Linked DNA regions of Mus musculus: region 2 is linked to region 1. The links are chromatin contacts, called in public HiChIP or PLAC-seq maps. All regions are on one chromosome and are shown on one strand. Each heading gives the region's core, a stretch centred on a gene start, on an enhancer-like site or on the middle of the called end of the contact. The rest is flanking DNA. Distances are from core to core; before and after follow the strand shown.

Region 1 (4,062 bases), core at 930-3,429:
ATGTTTATCTAAATCTTCAATCCCTATTAAACCCTTCATCATTTATTTCCTGAATTTTATTCTTCCTTGAGATAGGGTTTTAATACATATTAAAATGTTGGGTCATTATGACATTGGGCTTCTGATCTCTCTCGTGCTAGAATTTCAGGCATATTCTACCTTTTGTGCTTGGCTCTTTTGAGACATGGTCACTTGTAGCCCAGACCAACTTCCAGATTCTCTATGTAGCTGAGGCTATTCCTGAAACATTGTTCACCCTGTCTTTACCTCCCATGTTTAGTAGCATGAACTACCACACCTTGCTTAGTTTTAGCATTTTATGAATGAAATTCTTCCAATTACAGCATTGGAAGAATACAAAGAATACACAGCAATGGACCTTAAACAAAGTTATATATATTTACTTAAAAACAAGCAAACAAGCCAATTCAATTAATAAGCTATTTTTTTCATTTAGAAAATTATAAAATGATTTTACTTATTTGTATTGGGGTGAGGGAAAACAGGAGGAGCTGCCCACAAAAGAAAGCAGGTGCACACATGCTACACTGCACATATGTGAGGTCTGAGTCTGTTCTCCTTCCATTGTTGGTTCCAGGGATTGGAATTAGGTTGTTAGGCATATTCTTCAAGTATTTTTTACCTGTTGTGAGACATCAGTGTCTTCACCTCATTAAAAAAATTAAATTTATTCATTTTTTATAGTGAGGATGATCAAATTCAAGCCTTCATGCATTAAGCCACATACTCAGCCTTAAAAAATGTTTTTAAATTGTATTTGTTCTTAAAATTGAGCTATGCTAGCTGGGCATGGTGGTGCACTCCTTTAATCCTAGTACTTAGGAGGCAGAGGTAGGCAGATCTTTGTGAGTTTGAGGCCAAGCTGGTCTACAAATGATTCCAGGACAAGCACCCTGTCTTGTTTTTGTTTGTTTGTTTGTTTTTGTTTTTTGGTTTTTCGAGACAGGGTTTCTCTGTATAGCCCTGGATGTCCTGGAACTTACTTTGTATACCAGGCTAGCCTTGAACTCAGAAACTCAGAACTGCTTGCCTCTGCCTCCCAAGTGCTGGGATTAAAGGTGTGTGCCACCACGCTCGGCTACCCTGTCTTGTAAAACAGAAAAACATAAGAAAGAGAGAGAGAGAGAGAGAGAGAGAGAGAGAGAGAGAGAGAGAGAGAGAGAGAGAGAAAGAAAGAAAGAAAATAAATTGAGGTGATCTATTAAATATTGACACTGTGTCAACAACTACAGAAACTGATAATGGTTAATACTTATGTACCACTAGTGAATAAATGTCTATTCACCCCAGATAGAGAACTGGTGATAGTCTGCAAATGGATACCACCAGTCTTAACTTAGAGCATGAATTTTCCTTTCTGTCTGTCTGTCCATCCATCCATCCATCCATCCATCACCTAACAAATGAATTGTCTTCTTCCCTCCCTCCCTCCCTCCCTCCCTCCCTCTCTCCCTCCCTCCCTCCCTTTTCAGCAGAAATGGTATTCTCAACATCCTACCCCAGCGTGGGTGACACTCAAGGTCACCTGGAGCTCACTTCAGTGCTTGTAAGCAAGCCCCTCAGTAGGTAGAAAGTTTGTTTTGTTTTGTTTCCAGGCAGCCTGGCTAGTTTCTGTTTTTTCTTTTTTGGTTTTTCGAGACAGGGCTTCTCTGTGTAGCCCTGGCTGTCCTGCAGCTCACTCTGTAGACCAGGCTGGCCTCGAACTCAGAAATCTGCCTGCCTCTGCCTCCTGAGTGCTGGGATTAAAGGCATGCGCCACCACTGCCCAGCAAGAGTAGTTCTTATGCTTACCGTGAGGTAGAGAGTAGGGGTCTAGTATATCTGATGTGTTTTAGGGATTTGATGAAGCTCCTGAATTGTTAACTTCCCCAGTACAGAGACTCCATTTAGAACATCTTGAGTCTTCACTTCTCTGTAGAGACCAGAGAGATGTTCTCTAATTAAAATATCCTGTGCCTCTCATCTCCATGGGTAACTAAATTCCAGTGCACCCTCCCCACCCACCTCTGTAATTCAAACAGTGAGACTGAATGTTTTAGGACATTGTTATACAATAACACTCTTTAAAATATTTCATAGTAAGCTGAGCAGTGGTGGTGCACACTTTTAATCCTAGCAGGTCACCATGAGTGCAAGCAAGGTCAGCAGCCTGGTTTACAGAGTGAATTCTAGTATAGCCAAGGTTATACAGAGAAACTCTGTCTCAAAAAAACAAAAGGCACTGGGCGGTGGTGGGGCACGCCTTTAATCCCAGCACTTGGGAGGCAGAGGCAGGCAGATTTCTGAGTTCGAGGCCAGCCTGGTCTACAGAGTGAGTTCCAGGACAACCAGGACTGCACAGAGAAAACCTGTCTCGAAAAACCAAACAACAACAACAACAAACAAAAGGCAAACAAACAAAACAAAAAAAAACTTCTTAGTAACTTAATTTTATTTCTGTTCAGTAACTTATTCAAGTCAGTTTCTTTAAAAGTGTATTTTTTATTTTACTACTACTACTACTACTACTACTACTACTACTACTAGTACTGCTATTGCTACTGCTACTACTACTACTACTACTACTACTACTACTACTACTACTACTACTACTTTTGAGATTAATTATTTCTACATAGTCCTGGGTGTCTGGAAGTCACTGTATATACTGGGCTGGCCTCAAACTCATAGAGATCCATCTGTCTCTACATACTGTATGTGTATGGGACATATGCATCCCATACTGTATGTGTTTGGGATGTATGCATTGTGAATATAGGTGACCAGAGAGGTCAGATACTTAGATCCTCTGTAGTTACAGACTGTGTGAGCCACCTGACTTAGGTACTAGGAACTAAACCCTGGACCTGTGCAAATGCACTTAACCACTGAGACATTGCTTAGTTCCTTTAACCACTGAGACATGCTTAGTTCCTTTTAGTTCTTTGGTTTTGCAAGTTGAATTCTTTGCAATTCAGAAATAGGTGTAAATGCTAGGTCAGTGTTTGGGATGCTGAAGCAGGAGGACTATAAGTTATAAAGGTCTGCCTGTACTACATAGTGTGCTGCAGTCCGACTAGAACTGTAGTATGAGTAAACTATCTCAAAAAAAAAAAAAAAACCAAACAAACTTGGGGCTTAAGAGATGGCTCAGCTCTTGAAAGTCCTTGATATTTCCCAGAGGAGTTGGGTTTGGTTTCCAGCACCCTCTCCGGCATCTATGAATATGCACAGCACACATATGTACACATAGGCAAACAACCTGTAAACATATAATTGAGGAGATAAATGCTTTTGATTTTTCAAGATATGTTTTTTCCATGTAGCACTGTCTGACTTGGAACTTTCTCTGTAGACCAGGCTAGCCTCAAACTCACAGATCGGCCTGCCTCTGTCTCCCAAGTGCTGGGATTATAGGCATGAGCCAGCACTACCTGGCTAGAAACTTTTTTTTTTTTTTTTTTTTTTTTTTTGGTGACAGGGTTTCTCTGTATAGCCCTGGCTGTCCTGGAACTCACTCTGTAGACCAGGCAGGCCTCGAACTCAGAAATCTGCCTGCCTCTGCTTCCCGAGTGCTGGGATTAAAGCCGTGCGCCACCATGCCCGGCCATAATTTCTTTTTTTTTTTTTTTAGATTTATTTATTATTATACATAAGTTCACTGTAGCTGACTTCAGACACAGCAGAAGAAGATGCCAGATCTCATTATTGGTGGTTGTGAGCCACCATGTGGTTTCTGGCATTTGAACTCAGGACCTTTGGAAGAGCAGTCAATGCCCTTATCCACTGAGCCATCTCACCAGACCTGAAATGTTTTTAAAAGCCACACAAAAAAAAAAACCATAGTAGTGTGTGAGAGTGTGTGTGTGTGTGTGTGTGTGTGTATGTATGTGTAAGGAAATGGTAAAACTAAAACTAAAGCTTTAAATTTATTTAGGGACATAATATTGGTAGAAAACTGAGATGTTATTATTTGAAAGACAAAACATTTCTCAATGTTGTCCAAGCATGGAATAAGAACTTAACTTAATTCCCAGTGCAAATGTTCAATAAATTACACTC
Region 2 (4,062 bases), core at 965-3,464, 380 kb before region 1:
ATCAGCTCCCCGAAGTCCTCCAGCCGGGCCTCCACCTGTCGCTGTCACCACAAGCTGCTGGAGAGTGGCGATCCGGAAGCAGACCCAGCCAGTGAAAAGCTGCAGGCTTCAGCGCCCAGCCTGACCCCCATTTGAACCAGGTGCTAGAGAAGGGGTGAAGCCGGGAGGTGCTGCAGGTGAAGGGGTCCTGGGGGCGCCAAGTGCTCCCACTTTGAATTCACTAAGCTAGCCAATTGTGTTTGAAGCAGGTATTTGTGGGTGCTGGGCTCTGTGCTGGCTACCTGGTTTAGGTAGCATAACAGACCCAGCTTCCGAGAGACATTTAGATTAGCAAATTTACTACAAGCATGCAAGGGTCTACTAGCGCTGGGATGGTACACAGGGCTTCTACCTACTGCAGGGGACTGCCCGGCTGGGCACCCTCTCAGAAAAAGCACAGTGAAAGAAAGGAGATGGGGCTCTCCATCAGACATAGCAACAGCAAAAAGAACTGGGGGATCTCAGAGGAGAGGTGCTGGCTTTGGACTGGGGACAGCCAGCCAGAGGGAGGCTTTACTACTCAACCATGAGAAGGTTTGGCACAACCTTCTGGAGGCCAAAGAGCAAGTGTGGCTAGCAGGTCTACTGCTGCTTGAGACACACCCACGGGTCCCTCTCAATCCCCCTTTGCCAACCTCTACCTTCTCCCTCCCACCAGGGTGCTGAGCCCTCTGCACCCTGTAGCCAGGACCTTGGAGGCATGCGTATCCTGTCATATCCCCGGCGTATATCCTTGACATATCCAAGTCCGTTTCCTTAAAAGCAATAAAGTTGTGTTTTATACAATTCGGTTCTTCCCTCCATTCTCCTTAAACTTTCACAACTCCCTGAAGTCAAAGGAGGCAGCACTGGGGGAAGGAAAGAGCCCTGAAGCTTGGGGGTGAAGCTAGGGTGGATAGTGAGTATGACCTAGGCTGAAGCCTGCTTTGGGAAAGGGTGGAGTTGCTGATGGCTGCTAGCGGCAAGGGAAGAGGAGGCAGTGGAGGAGGCGGGGATAGACACACGTGTTGGAATTCTGATTTGGCCACCAGAGGGCGCTGCAGCCTTCCTAAATCAGCCTTGATTTGAGCACACACACACTCCCTCGCTCAGCCCATGTCCCCACCCTGCATCCACACACTCTCTGCTACTCATGCTCTCACTTATGTACACTCATAGTAGAGTAAGCATGTAGCCACTCTAGAGACTGCTCACATCCCAGCCTCGCCCAGCTCAACTCTGTCAATTTCCCCCAAACTTATTCACACCAGCTGGAAGAGAGTCTTGGCCTGCCCACGTGGAACCTAAACTCAAGGTGCTAGCTAGTCTAGGGGAGTCAGAAACACAGACTGCCTTACAACTCTGCTCACAGCCCCACCCCAAGTGTGCCCACGACCTGTTGTTTAAGGGAAACAGCATCCCAAGCCAGCCCCAAATGTGAAACTGAGCCCTGTGCAAGCATAGACCAACCCTCGGGAACATGCAGTGACCATTAAAACCAACGGCGAGAGGCAGTGGGCTGCCAGCCAATGAGGGCAAAGAGAAGTCAGGGCACCTCAAAAACACAACAGGCTGTGGTTCACCTTTGCTCTCTGTGGCCGTTAAGGGGTGGGTAAGTCAACCGGGTTTAACGGGCTCAGGGCTGTGCCTGTGAGAGACTGTCTATATTGGGCTAATGTGAGGAGATGCGAGCTAAATGTGGGCAGCACCGTTCCAGAGATTTCGGTCCTGGGCTGAATAGAAAGGGTGAAGGTACCAATATGCAACCAGCTCTGGGCTTCCTGGCTGGAGTGACCAAGCTTCCTCATGCTCCTTCCCCTGTAAGAGATCACACCCTCCACTGTGGGGCAATAGAAATAACTCCTAGAGCACCCGAGGATTGGTGCAGTCTCAGGGGTGGAAGGTGGGGACCAGTGCCAGCGGGATAATGGGCAGGGGGGAGAGGATGCATTTTACCATAGGAGCCAATAATCCCCACCTCTCGCTGACCCAACCCAACCAGAAGGCAGAACACAAGGGGGCCTGCTGAGGCTGTGGGTGACAATGAGTCTCCCTGGGCACAGAGCGGGGTGGGGTAGGGTGGGGTGGGGAGAACCTCTGAAGGGCAGAAGGACCCAGCTCAACACTCAGAACAGCTCCTTCTGGAAGGAACTGCTACAGAGATCAAAGGAGACACAGCATGTAAAACATTAGCACAGTGATGTTGGAGCCAGGAAATACCTAGGTGTGACCGTGTCTGGGAGAGTCTCTGGTGGTGGGGCTCTACCCAGGTAGCTCTCTGCTTGGGCTGGGTGGTTACAAAGGTCCCAGGGAGGGGTGATCGCTACCTGTTTGCTGCTACATATTTCAGAATTGTCTATCTTTTTTTCCTTTAATTTTTTTTAGATCATGTGTGTGTGTATATTTGTCTGTGGGGGGTATGTTTGTGTGTATGAGTGCAGGTGCCCAAGGAGTCCAGAAGAAGGGGACAGCTCCCCCTCGGCAAGGGCTCTTAACCACTGAGCTACCTCTCCAGCCACACACCACTACCAAAACAAAACAAAATAAAACCCCACATCCCATTTCCCCTTCCAAGTGAGGCTCAAGCATCCTTGCCTGGGCCCGCCTTCCTGTCCAGCCTCTTGGGTTTGTGGAGAATAACATGGGCATCCTGCATTTTATGGCTAAAATGTACCTATTCGTGAATATACAGCGTGCATGTCCTTTGGGGGAGTGGGTTACCTCGCTCAGAATGATATACCCAAGATCCATTCTTTAGCCTTCAAAATCCATGATGACTTTGTTTTTCTTAGCTGTATAGTATTCCATTGTGTATATATACCACATTTTCTTTACCCATCCTTCAGTTGAGGGACATCTAGGTTGTTTCCAGTGTCTGGCTATTATGAATAAAGCTGCTGTGAACATAGTTGAGCCAATGCCTTTGTGGGATGGTAGAACATCTTTTGGATATATGCCCAGGAGTGGTCTTGAGGTAGAACTATTCCCAGTTTTCTGAGAAACTGCTAAATGTATTTCTAAAGTGGATGGACAAGTTTGCACTCCCACCAGCAATGGAGGAGTGTTCCCACTTGCTCCACATCCTTGCCAGCATGTGCTATCGCTTGAGTTTTTTATCCTAGTCCTTCTGATGGGTCTAAGATGGGACCTCAGAATCGTTTTGATCTGCACTCCCCTGATGACTCATGATGTTGAACATTTCTTCAAGCACTTCTCGGTCATTCAAGATTCCTTTGTTGAGAATTCTCTGTTTAGCTGTGTGTGTGTGTGTGTGTGTGTGTGTGTGTGTGTGTGTGTGTGTAGCAGATATGCAGCTTAGTCTTCATGTGGGTCCCAACAACTAGAGCAGGGTCTATTCCAAAAGCCACTGCCTGTCTGTGGGATATGTTCTTCTAGCTGGGCTGCCTTGTCTGCCCTCAGTGGGAGAGGAAGTACCTAACCTCTCAGAGACTTGAAGTGTCAGGGTGGGGGGATACGAACAGGAGGCACCCACTCAGAGAAGGGGAGAGAGTGTGGTGGAAGGACTGTGGGAGGGAGTGACCAGGAGGGGGACAGTGAGCAGGATGTAAAGTGAATACGTTTTTAAAATCAATTCATTAATTCATTAAAATATTCAGGAGTTTCAAATCGCTTCTTGGCTGGAAGTGGGGCCTTGTTTCACTTCTCAGAACTGGGGTTTTGTCTGGCTTGAACACATGCAGGGCTGGTGAGTACTGTCAAGGTCTCTACGAGCTCATGTGTGTACCAGCCCTCTTGTCTGCATGACACTCTTTCCTTTGCAGTCACCCACCAGGTTTCCTCCTCCTCTGCTGCACGGAGGATCCCTAAGCCCTAAGGGGAGGGGCTCAATAGAGGGATTGGTGCCTGCTAGATAAGGGAAAATTAGTTTTCTCCAATGGAGTAGCACTGGATAGATCCACCACACTGCAGGTCAGACCCCATGCCCAGGAGTAGTTGGCTAATACAAACCAAACTCCATGGTCTTGGTGTGGTTTGGGTATTTTTGTCTTAATGCTTTAAGTTTGTCTTGATTTTCTCTTTTGT

Evidence for each region. HiChIP or PLAC-seq counts read pairs in DNA pulled down with a chosen protein or histone mark.
Region 2: a contact with region 1 is called in an H3K27ac HiChIP or PLAC-seq map of embryonic stem cells, with 6 read pairs. The contact joins two enhancer-like sites. A contact is called at or near these places in 1 of 39 promoter capture datasets (hippocampal neurons) and 1 of 115 datasets of contacts at active chromatin or transcription factors (embryonic stem cells).

The regions. Positions count from the first base shown.
Region 1 is chr4:126,941,113-126,945,174 of GRCm38.p6, reverse strand. The region is part of intron 2 of Zmym4 (zinc finger, MYM-type 4); the gene reads left to right. Among named protein-coding and RNA genes, the nearest start is that of Zmym4, 25 kb to the left of the region's middle. Within about 2 kb of position 2,179, at least 7 of the 459 cell types and tissues checked have an H3K27ac peak or open chromatin away from gene starts, as enhancers often do. A contact at or near this core is called in embryonic stem cells, where this site is marked.
Region 2 is chr4:127,321,998-127,326,059 of GRCm38.p6, reverse strand. It overlaps Gjb3 (gap junction protein, beta 3), which reads left to right. Exons shown (of 2, transcript NM_001160012.1): 2 at 1-825. The coding sequence ends at 135. Among named protein-coding and RNA genes, the nearest start is that of Gm40251, 5.3 kb to the left of the region's middle. Within about 2 kb of position 2,214, at least 41 of the 459 cell types and tissues checked have an H3K27ac peak or open chromatin away from gene starts, as enhancers often do. A contact at or near this core is called in embryonic stem cells, where this site is marked.